Linked DNA regions of Mus musculus: region 1 is linked to region 2. Evidence: chromatin contacts called from public promoter capture Hi-C data. All regions are on one chromosome and are shown on one strand. Each heading gives the region's core, a stretch centred on a gene start, on an enhancer-like site or on the middle of the called end of the contact. The rest is flanking DNA. Distances are from core to core; before and after follow the strand shown. Region 1 holds the start of Insm1 (insulinoma-associated 1). Region 2 overlaps Cfap61 (cilia and flagella associated protein 61).

The links. Promoter capture Hi-C pulls out the DNA fragments that hold promoters and counts their contacts.
Region 1: a promoter capture Hi-C map of pre-B cells shows a contact between it and region 2. The contact joins the promoter of Insm1 here to the enhancer-like site in region 2. A contact is called at or near these places in 3 of 39 promoter capture datasets (the C10 cell line and pre-B cells), 4 of 484 Hi-C or Micro-C datasets (the 63-12 cell line, the C10 cell line, conventional type 1 dendritic cells and 1 more), 1 of 115 datasets of contacts at active chromatin or transcription factors (large pre-B cells) and 1 of 9 other capture datasets (adipose tissue).

What each region holds. Positions count from the first base shown.
Region 1 is chr2:146,219,839-146,224,007 of GRCm38.p6, forward strand. Insm1 (insulinoma-associated 1) reads left to right here and starts at 2,159. Exons shown (of 1, transcript NM_016889.3): 1 at 2,159-4,169. The coding sequence starts at 2,428. The coding sequence ends at 3,993.
Region 2 is chr2:146,129,126-146,133,820 of GRCm38.p6, forward strand. It overlaps Cfap61 (cilia and flagella associated protein 61), which reads left to right. Exons shown (of 27, transcript NM_001369121.1): 22 at 1-121. Among named protein-coding and RNA genes, the nearest start is that of Gm34629, 32 kb to the left of the region's middle. Within about 2 kb of position 1,261, at least 6 of the 459 cell types and tissues checked have an H3K27ac peak or open chromatin away from gene starts, as enhancers often do. A contact at or near this core is called in the 63-12 cell line and pre-B cells, where this site is marked.

The DNA.
Region 1 (4,169 bases), core at 909-3,408, 92 kb after region 2:
TTCTTTACAGTTATTAGTGGATTTTTTTTTGTTTGCTTGTAAGAACTCACTAGGCGACGAACTCTTCCGGCAGCCTTTTGAATAAAAAGAGTGTTACATACGCAAGACTAAATATCCTGATGGGGGTAGCCCGTCGAGCCCCGCCCCATTATTCCACAACCCAGATGGGATTCGTGATTAGGAAATAAAATTGGCCAAAGCTGTCTCGGAATCTCCCTCTCTCTTCTAATTTCATCAGCAGTATTAATCAGCGCTCAAAAGAGCAAAGAAATAACAGTTATTTCCAGATCGAAATATTAATGGATTGTAACTCATTTTAGTATTTCTAACTTTATAAAGACTAGCAACCATTACAACACTTTATATATTTTTCTCTCTTCAGTTGGTGGTTTTAAAAAAAATCATGGATATAAAATCATAAGATTTCTTTCCTCTGAGTTAACTCACCTTGACAACTGTCCCCATTACAATGTACTACTCAAGTGGATTCTGTTGAAAAAACAAAAAACAAACAAAAAACCAAAACCACTATTTAATTTCCAAGCCAGGGTATTTTCAGAGGGAAACCCCAAAACGATTAAATGCCTTCAGTGGAATTTAATCTAAGTCAAACTCAGCAAAAATCTAGGCTCACTTCAAGAGGGAAAAAATGTTTCTCTCACTTTGAGTAAAGTGACATTTTCTCTACAGCTATGACATTTGATGCGTCTTGGCTATTTGTTCCCTGGTGAGGGGCTTCTTAGGGATCTACTTCTTTCCCCAAGAAAAGAACCTTCTGTGTTTTCTCAGCCATTAGCAGGGAAGAGATCCCTAGACAAGTTGCCGGGTCTGGGTCCAAATCTGGCGTCTAGTGTGGCGTGTGTGTACCAGGGGTGTCCTTCGTTGTTGTCTCTTGCCAGTGGCACGGGAGGAAGCGGCTGGTCCTCTCAGGCTGCAGGCTCCCTCTGAGGACAGATTGGCCACCCCCACCTCCCCACACCCCCGGCAGCACGCGTCTCTTTTGCGTCCAGATTGGCCGCGACCCGCGCTCAATAGCGGGAGGTTAATTTCCTTCACAAAGGTGAAGGGGGCACGACTCCGGGGGGGGGGGGCCCCCGCGCCCAGACAGGCGGTTGCTTTATTCCGCAGCGCCTTGATTGGAGCCCTTGATTTAGCATCTGATGTCAACCCACAGACAAAATGCCCGCTCAGAATGAAAATGCATGAGGCTGCGCAGAGGGTGAAAACCAACTTCACCGTGCGTGGCCCACTTGGGTCAACTCCACAGGCGTTGCCTACGCCCTGGACAGCGAGGAGGCTCCTGAAGCCTGGGTCCGACCCTGGCAAAGATGCCAATCCTCCGGCTTCAGGCATATTAGGGAAAGGAACGTAACTTCAGATATTCAAGTTCCTTTTGGAAGCCAGCCAGCAGGCCAGGGATGCAGCCTCGCATCCGAGGGCGATCGAAAACGTGCTATGCCAACAGTTTCTCCAACTCGAGAGAAGCTTTCGAGGCCCGCCGGCAGGTTGAGCCCGTGAGCCCAGACCCGGCGCTCCGCCGAAGCCCGCTGGCTCAACGTGTTTACTCTCTGAAGCCCGGGTTCCCGCGGCCAGAGCACGGTCGGGCCACTGGCTGTCCGGAGTTGAGTTGCGCGTTCCCCTTGCCGATGATTTTCCATACGACGCGCGGAGCTCCCGCGCCCTTCTCCCGCAGCAGCCGCGGCCCTCGGGTCGCCCCTGCCCCCACCCCATCAGCGCGCCCAATTTCCCCCTGGGCTCCGGCTCGCGGATTGAACCCTCCTGACATATTTGGGGCCATTCTTCTCCTTTGTTGCTATTTAGCTCGCGACCCGCGGGTAATCCTCGCGCGGGAGGGGGGCGCACATTGTCGTGCTGATGGACGGGCCCATTTGGCGGCTCCGCGCCCCCCGGAGGAGACACACAAAGCCCAGGCACGTGCGCCTCCCCATAGAGGAGCAGCAGACCGTGAAGGGAGGCGGGGCCGGGCGTGTGCCTGGGCCAGGCGGGGCGGCGGCGCCGGGCGCGGCGGGGCGGGGCGGGGCGGGGCGGCCGAGGGGCGCGCGCTGGGGCCCCGCGCCCTCAGGTACATCTGCCGCACCTACCGGGCGACCCTCGAGTCCCGGCCCCTTTTTTGCCGCTCCGTCGCCCTCCCGCCCTCGTCGGCGGAGGAGCTGCGGACGCTCTGATTGGCTCTGGGGGAAGCGGGAGGCGAGAACAATGGCCCCCTCCCCCCGTTAAAAGGGAGCGGCGCCCGGGCCCGGGGACAGGGACGCGCGTGCGGAGCGCAGAGCCGGGCCAGCAGCCGCGGGCACTGCGGGAGTCCCGAAGCCGCCGCGTGCAGGCGATGGGCTGGGGTCACTGAGGGCCGCCAGGGCCGAGCACGGAGGTGGGACCCAACCAGTGCGTCGCCCTTTTCACCGCGCCAACATGCCCCGCGGGTTTCTGGTGAAGCGCAGCAAGAAGTCCACGCCCGTGTCCTACCGGGTCCGCGGCGGCGAGGACAGTGACCGGGCGCTGCTGCTGTCACCCGGCTGCGGGGGCGCCCGCGCCGAGCCCCCGGTGCCCAGCCCCGGGCCGCTGCCGCCACCTCCGCCGCCGGCGCTCGCGGAGCGCGCCCATGCTGCGCTCGCCGCCGCGCTCGCCTGCGCGCCAGGCCCGCCGCCGCCACCCCCGCCAGGCCCGCGGGCCGCGCACTTCGGCAACCCCGAGGCTGCGCACCCGGCGCCTCTCTACAGTCCCACGCGGCCGGTGAGCCGCGAGCACGAGAAGCACAAGTACTTCGAGCGCAGCTTCAACCTGGGCTCGCCGGTGTCCGCTGAGTCCTTCCCCACGCCCGCCGCGCTGCTCGCAGGGGGAGGCAGCGGCGCCAACGGCGCTGGCGGCGGCGGCGGCGGCACCTGCGGCGGAGACGCGCTGCTCTTCGCTCCCGCCGAGCTCAAGATGGGCACTGCGTTCTCCGCCGGCGCCGAGGCGGCCCGGGGTCCTGGGACCGGTCCTCCACTGTCCCCCGCCGCGGCCCTGCGGCCCCCGGGCAAGCGACCGGCGCCCCCCGCCGCTGTCGCTACAGAGCCGCCCGCCAAGGCAGCCAAGGCCCCGAGCGCCAAAAAGCCGAAGGCCATCCGCAAGCTGCACTTCGAGGACGAGGTGACCACGTCGCCGGTTCTGGGGCTCAAGATCAAGGAGGGCCCGGTGGAGGCGCCGCGGGGTCGCGCGGGGGGCGCGACCCGACCCCTGGGCGAGTTCATCTGCCAGCTGTGCAAGGAGGAGTACGCTGACCCGTTCGCGCTGGCGCAGCACAAGTGCTCGCGCATCGTGCGCGTGGAGTACCGCTGCCCAGAGTGCGCCAAGGTCTTCAGCTGCCCGGCCAACCTGGCCTCGCACCGCCGCTGGCACAAACCACGGCCGGTGCCCGCGGCGGCCCGCGCGCCAGAGCCAGAAGCCGCCACCAGGGCGGAGGCGCGCGAGGCTGCGGGCGGCGGCAGCAGCGATCGGGACACGCCGAGCCCTGGCGGCGTATCCGAGTCAGGCTCCGAGGACGGGCTCTACGAGTGCCACCACTGCGCCAAGAAGTTCCGTCGCCAGGCCTATCTGCGCAAGCACCTGCTGGCACATCACCAGGCGCTGCAGGCCAAAGGCGCGCCCCCGCCCCCGCCGCCGCCGCCACCCCCCGCCGAGGACATCCTGGCTTTCTACGCGGGGCCCGACGAAAAGGCGCCCCAGGAGGCCTCGGGCGACGGCGAGGCGGCCGGCGTGCTGGGCCTGAGTGCGACCGCCCAGTGCCACCTGTGCCCAGTGTGCGGGGAGACCTTCCCCAGCAAGGGCGCCCAGGAGCGCCACCTGCGCCTGCTGCACGCTGCCCAGGTGTTCCCCTGCAAGTACTGCCCGGCCACCTTCTACAGCTCCCCGGGCCTGACCCGGCACATCAACAAGTGCCACCCGTCTGAGAATAGACAGGTGATCCTCCTTCAGGTGCCTGTGCGTCCGGCCTGCTAGAGTGCGCCCTCGGTCCGGGGGCCCCCAGAACTGTGCCTTCACTCGGAGACCCACAAAGAGAGAGCGCCCCCCATGCCTGATCTGGGGGTCCCCTACTCCCATTCCAGGGTGAAAGTGTCCTCTTCGCTTCGCTTCGGTGGAGCATGACCACCTGGTCTTCTCGCTGTGACTCCTTT
Region 2 (4,695 bases), core at 11-2,510:
CGCTGGGGTGACAGTCTTTCATGACGCCTTGTTGGCTCAGTGGAACCATGGCCAGCACCCGGATCCTATCTACAATGCCTGCTTCACCACCTCCACCAAGCCTATCAGACTGGAGTGTTCAGTAAGTCCATCCGCATGAACCACACTTACTGTCTGCCTAAGGCAGCGGTTCTCAATCTGTGGGTCGTGACCCATTTGTGGGTCACATATCAGACAGCCTGCACATCAGATATTTACATTTCAGTTCACAAGAATAGCTAAATTACAGCTATGAAGTAGCAACGGAATACCTTTATGGTTGGGGTCACCACAACACAAGGAACTGCATAGAAGAGTCGCATCATTAGGAATGCTGAGAATCTCTGGCCTAGCATGGGTGCTGACCTCCCCAGAACTAGGGACGCTGAAAGATTTTAGTACAGAATGTACATTTGGGGTCTGTTTTCAAACCATTTGGGTCACTCAAAAGCAAGCAGCTACTACCAACACAGGGACTTAAGACAATTTATTGTCACTTTTACCTCTGCTCTAGGGGTTTGCTTGGCCCAACTAGGTAGTTCCCACAGGAGATTTCTTTTGTAATTGAATTTACAACAGTAGACCAAGCTGGAATCATCTAGAAGACACGTTAACTTTTCTGGCTATTGATGCTAGATCAACTTCAGCTGGAATTTTCTTGAGCCTGGGCTTTGTCAAAACAAACAAACAAACAAACAAACAAACAAACAAACAAATGATAGTTGTAAGAGCAAATGGGACAGAAACTGGGGTGTCTACCCCTTAGACCAGGCCTCAGCTGTCAGCCAGCATGTCTGCAGCCACACCCTCCCTACAGACAAGTAATTCTGCCCACTGTACATTAAAAGGGAAAGAAGCAACCTCGATGAGCAGAGACCACCCCCCAAGGGGCTACAGTACCAGGTGCTGAAAAAGGTTGTCCCTGTTCTGATTTCTTATAACATACCCCAAAAAGGGTACAGTGGGAACACAGGCCCATGGGCAATCCCAGGCTTAAAATCATAGCAGCCCTACTAATGGGCATGCAGGTCCAGGAAGCCTGAAAATGACCAGATGTGGAGTCCACTGACCAGAGAGCTGCTGCAGCTGAACTAGCCATGATGCCCTTTGCTTTCCTAAAGCCACGCCCACTGGCCAGCCAGCTTTGGGTTATAGCTTCACTCCTCTCACAGTTCTGATCAAAAAGCCTTGCCTGTAGCTCCTCTAGGCCTCGTCTCCTTCCTACCATCATAGAACCTAAGAACCCAGCTCAGATGACATCAGCCCTTCGTGGAGGGTGTGTTCAGGGGCATGAGGGTGTGATCTGAGAGACCTGAGGTCCTTAGAAATATTCTAATCTGCTATTTACCATATTTGTTCACGTATTCACTCCACAGAATTTATGGAACACCAGATAAGTCCCAGACTGTGTCTTGTGGCTTAAGGATTCAGCAATGAGAAAGGAAAAAAAAATCTTATTTTGAAAGTTACATTGTCTACACTTACATATTTTGTGCTCATCTAAGATAGGGGAATTGAAAGTATTTCAGCCTCAAATTTCTACCCCAAACCATGACCCTCGAAGATTGCCAGATCTTTCTACGGAACCTCTGGAGATTGGTACACATTCATGTTAGGAAACAGAGGGTAAAGAAACCCTCTTAAGAAGTCTCATTAGATACTGATTCTCCAGAAGGCCCTCTGCCTTTTTTCACTATTCAGATACAAATTGGAATCATAGTGAAACATCCTTTGGTTGCTTTTACTTTGGTCTGGTATACCTCTCGGCTCAGTCTTCATCCTAGAGCAGGCCAGGCCTTTCCTTTCCTGTGTCTTAGTCACTGTTGTATTACTATGAAGAGACACCGTGACCAAGGCCACTCTTATGAAGGAAAGCATTTCACTGGGGGTTTCCTCATGGCTTCAGAAGTTTAGTCCACTATTATCATGACCCACAGCATGGCAGCACACAAGCAGGAGATGGAGCAGGAGCTGAGAGCTAAATCCTGATCTATAAGCCAAGAGACACTGGGCTTGGCAGGGACTTTTGAAACTTCAAAGCCCACGCCCAGAAACACATTTCTACCAACAAGGCCACACCTCCTAGTCCTGTCACATAGTGCCACTCCTTAGGGACTAAGCATTCAAATACATGAACCCATGGGAGCCATTCTCATTCAAACCACCAGACCTGTGTTGTCTCCCAAGGAATGGTCTCTAGAGACATGTCCAGGGATCTGCCAACTTATGGTTTGCATCTTTTTTTTTTTTTTGCCAGCAGTTGTTATGTGTGGGCGATTAGGAAAGGGGAGTGGTTAGCTCCCCTCCCCTTCCCCGCCCCGTAGCATCATCATCTGTCAGGGAGTTAGGCAACTTGAGATGGGAATGAACGTGTCTCTCGACTGTGCTGTGACGGGTTCCCAGGTTTTCTTCATCTCTCAGACAGACATGCTGATGTCCTAATTCTCAGCACCAGCGAGTGTGGCCTTATTTGGAGTAGGGGCTTGGTTGGGGTAAGCAAGACCAGGTCGTCCTGGGTCTGTCTGGGTTGGGCTCTGGATTCCTCGTGCTCTTTATGAGGAGAGTGATTTAATGACACACAAGGAAGAATGACTTGGGATGACACAGAGAATGGAAGTCATATGGCAAGCATGGCAGCACCACCAAAAGCCAGGAAGAGTCTGGCTCTGCTCTTCCCTAGAGCCCTTGGAGGGAGTTTGGCCATGACACCTTGATTTTAGATTGCAAGTTTCCAGAACTATAAGAAAATATGTTTCCAACATTCTGAGGTATTACAGCATCTCTAGGAAACTAAAATAGTGTAAAAAAAAATCCTCTGGATGATAAAACAAGTTTGGGTGACCTGTGTAGGGCAGGGAACCGAGGTCCTGGGTCTCTCTAGCCAGCTACCGGCAGTGCCTGAGCCATTGGCAGAGAGAGAGAGAGGCACTGTACACAGCTTTAGCCTGGCCAGCCAGGTGGGTCTAAGGTCCAGAGATGAATGCTTGGGTAGAGAAAACGCTTTCCCACATGGTACAGTTCAGTAAAAACAGCCACTTTCAGGATCCTGGGTGAAACAACTTGTGTGCTTTATTCCAAGTGGACAGGGACTGTATAAAGATGGAGGAGTGGGGCGGGATTTATGGGTAGATATTTCCTATCGGCTCAGTTTGAGACCTTTGTGATGCTCTATTTGCATGGGGGAAGGGCTCGAGGTGCTGCAATATATGACCCATCTCAAGTCTCTGAGATTCCCAGGGTCTGAGCTCTCTCAGCCTTACCAGTTCTTCTGTCTGGTGGCACAGTCTGCTTGCCCCACAGATACTTACCTTTTAAGAAGCCCTCTACTGATGTGAAAGTACAAAAGGAAACTATATGGGGAGAAGGTGGGGGATATATGTGACATGAAAACAGGAGACTGTTCAGGGAGAGAGGAAACTCCACGGGAGGTTGTGGGAAACAAAAAAAGTACAATGATTTAAGTGTATGATGACATCTTAGTGAAATCCACTACTTTGTATGCCAACTTAAAAATTAATTGAAGGGTGAGTAGAACGCAACATCAGTTCCAAAAAAAATCAAGAGGGTCTTGTGCTAGCAGGAACAGGGACAAAGAACACCTGCCTGACCAGTGGCTGGGTTTCATTCTGGGCTGCAGGCACCTTAGCACACCCGGGATCTTGAGGTCATTGGTGAGTGGAACACAACATCAGTTCCAAAAAAATCAAGAGGGTCTTGTGCTAGCAGCAACATGGTCAAAGGACAAAGGCAGGCCCTAGCACACCCAGAATCCTGGCATCACCGAGACCAATCTACACAGGAGAGCACATGGGCGGCAGAAGCAACAGAGCTTCTTAAACAGGGTCCCTTCGGGCCTTCATCCTCAGCCAGGAGACAGAGCAGTCTCAGTACATGGCACCTGCAGATGTACAGATCCTTGGAGATCAATGACCAGAGAGTCTAGTCAAGTTGTCCAGCTCCAGATTCAGCAAGAGACCCTGACGCTAAACAAACAAACAAACAAACACACACACACACAAACAAAATGTCATTTCTATCCTTGTTTTGTTATGTTTTGTTTTGTTTTGTTTTGTTTTGTTTTGTTTTGTTTTGTGACAGGGTTTCTCTGGGTAGCCCTGACCATACTGGAACTCGCTGTGTAGACTACACTGATCTTGAACTCAGAGAGATCTTCTTGCTTCTGCTTCCCAGGTTCTGGGGTTAAAGGCATATGCCACCACTGCCCGGCTTCATTTATTTTCTCAATGGTAGCCATTCTTACTGAACTGAAATGCAATCTCAGAGTAGTTTTACTTTGCATTTCCCCTTGGCTAAGGATGTAGAATGCCTTTTCAAGTATTTTCAACAATTTTGTTGTTGTCTTATCCTTTATTGACTTACTGGTCATTTCTACTTCTTTTGAGAGCTGTCATATAGGTTATCAGCACATTCCTGTCTTCCTTTCTGTCCCAGGAACCTCTAAGGCCACGTTTAGCTTTTCAGTTCTTTGGACTTGGTGAGTTCCTTTGCCTTCCACCTCCACAACTCCCCAGATCATACCTGATGAGGTGACTAATGTTTTACCTATGTAGATGTCTCCGGATGTGTTGAGACTAAAATCTAACCACACCCTGGGCTCAGTACAGACTTGGGACCCACCTTCACACTTTCAAGACCTTCTGATTTTAATCAGTCATA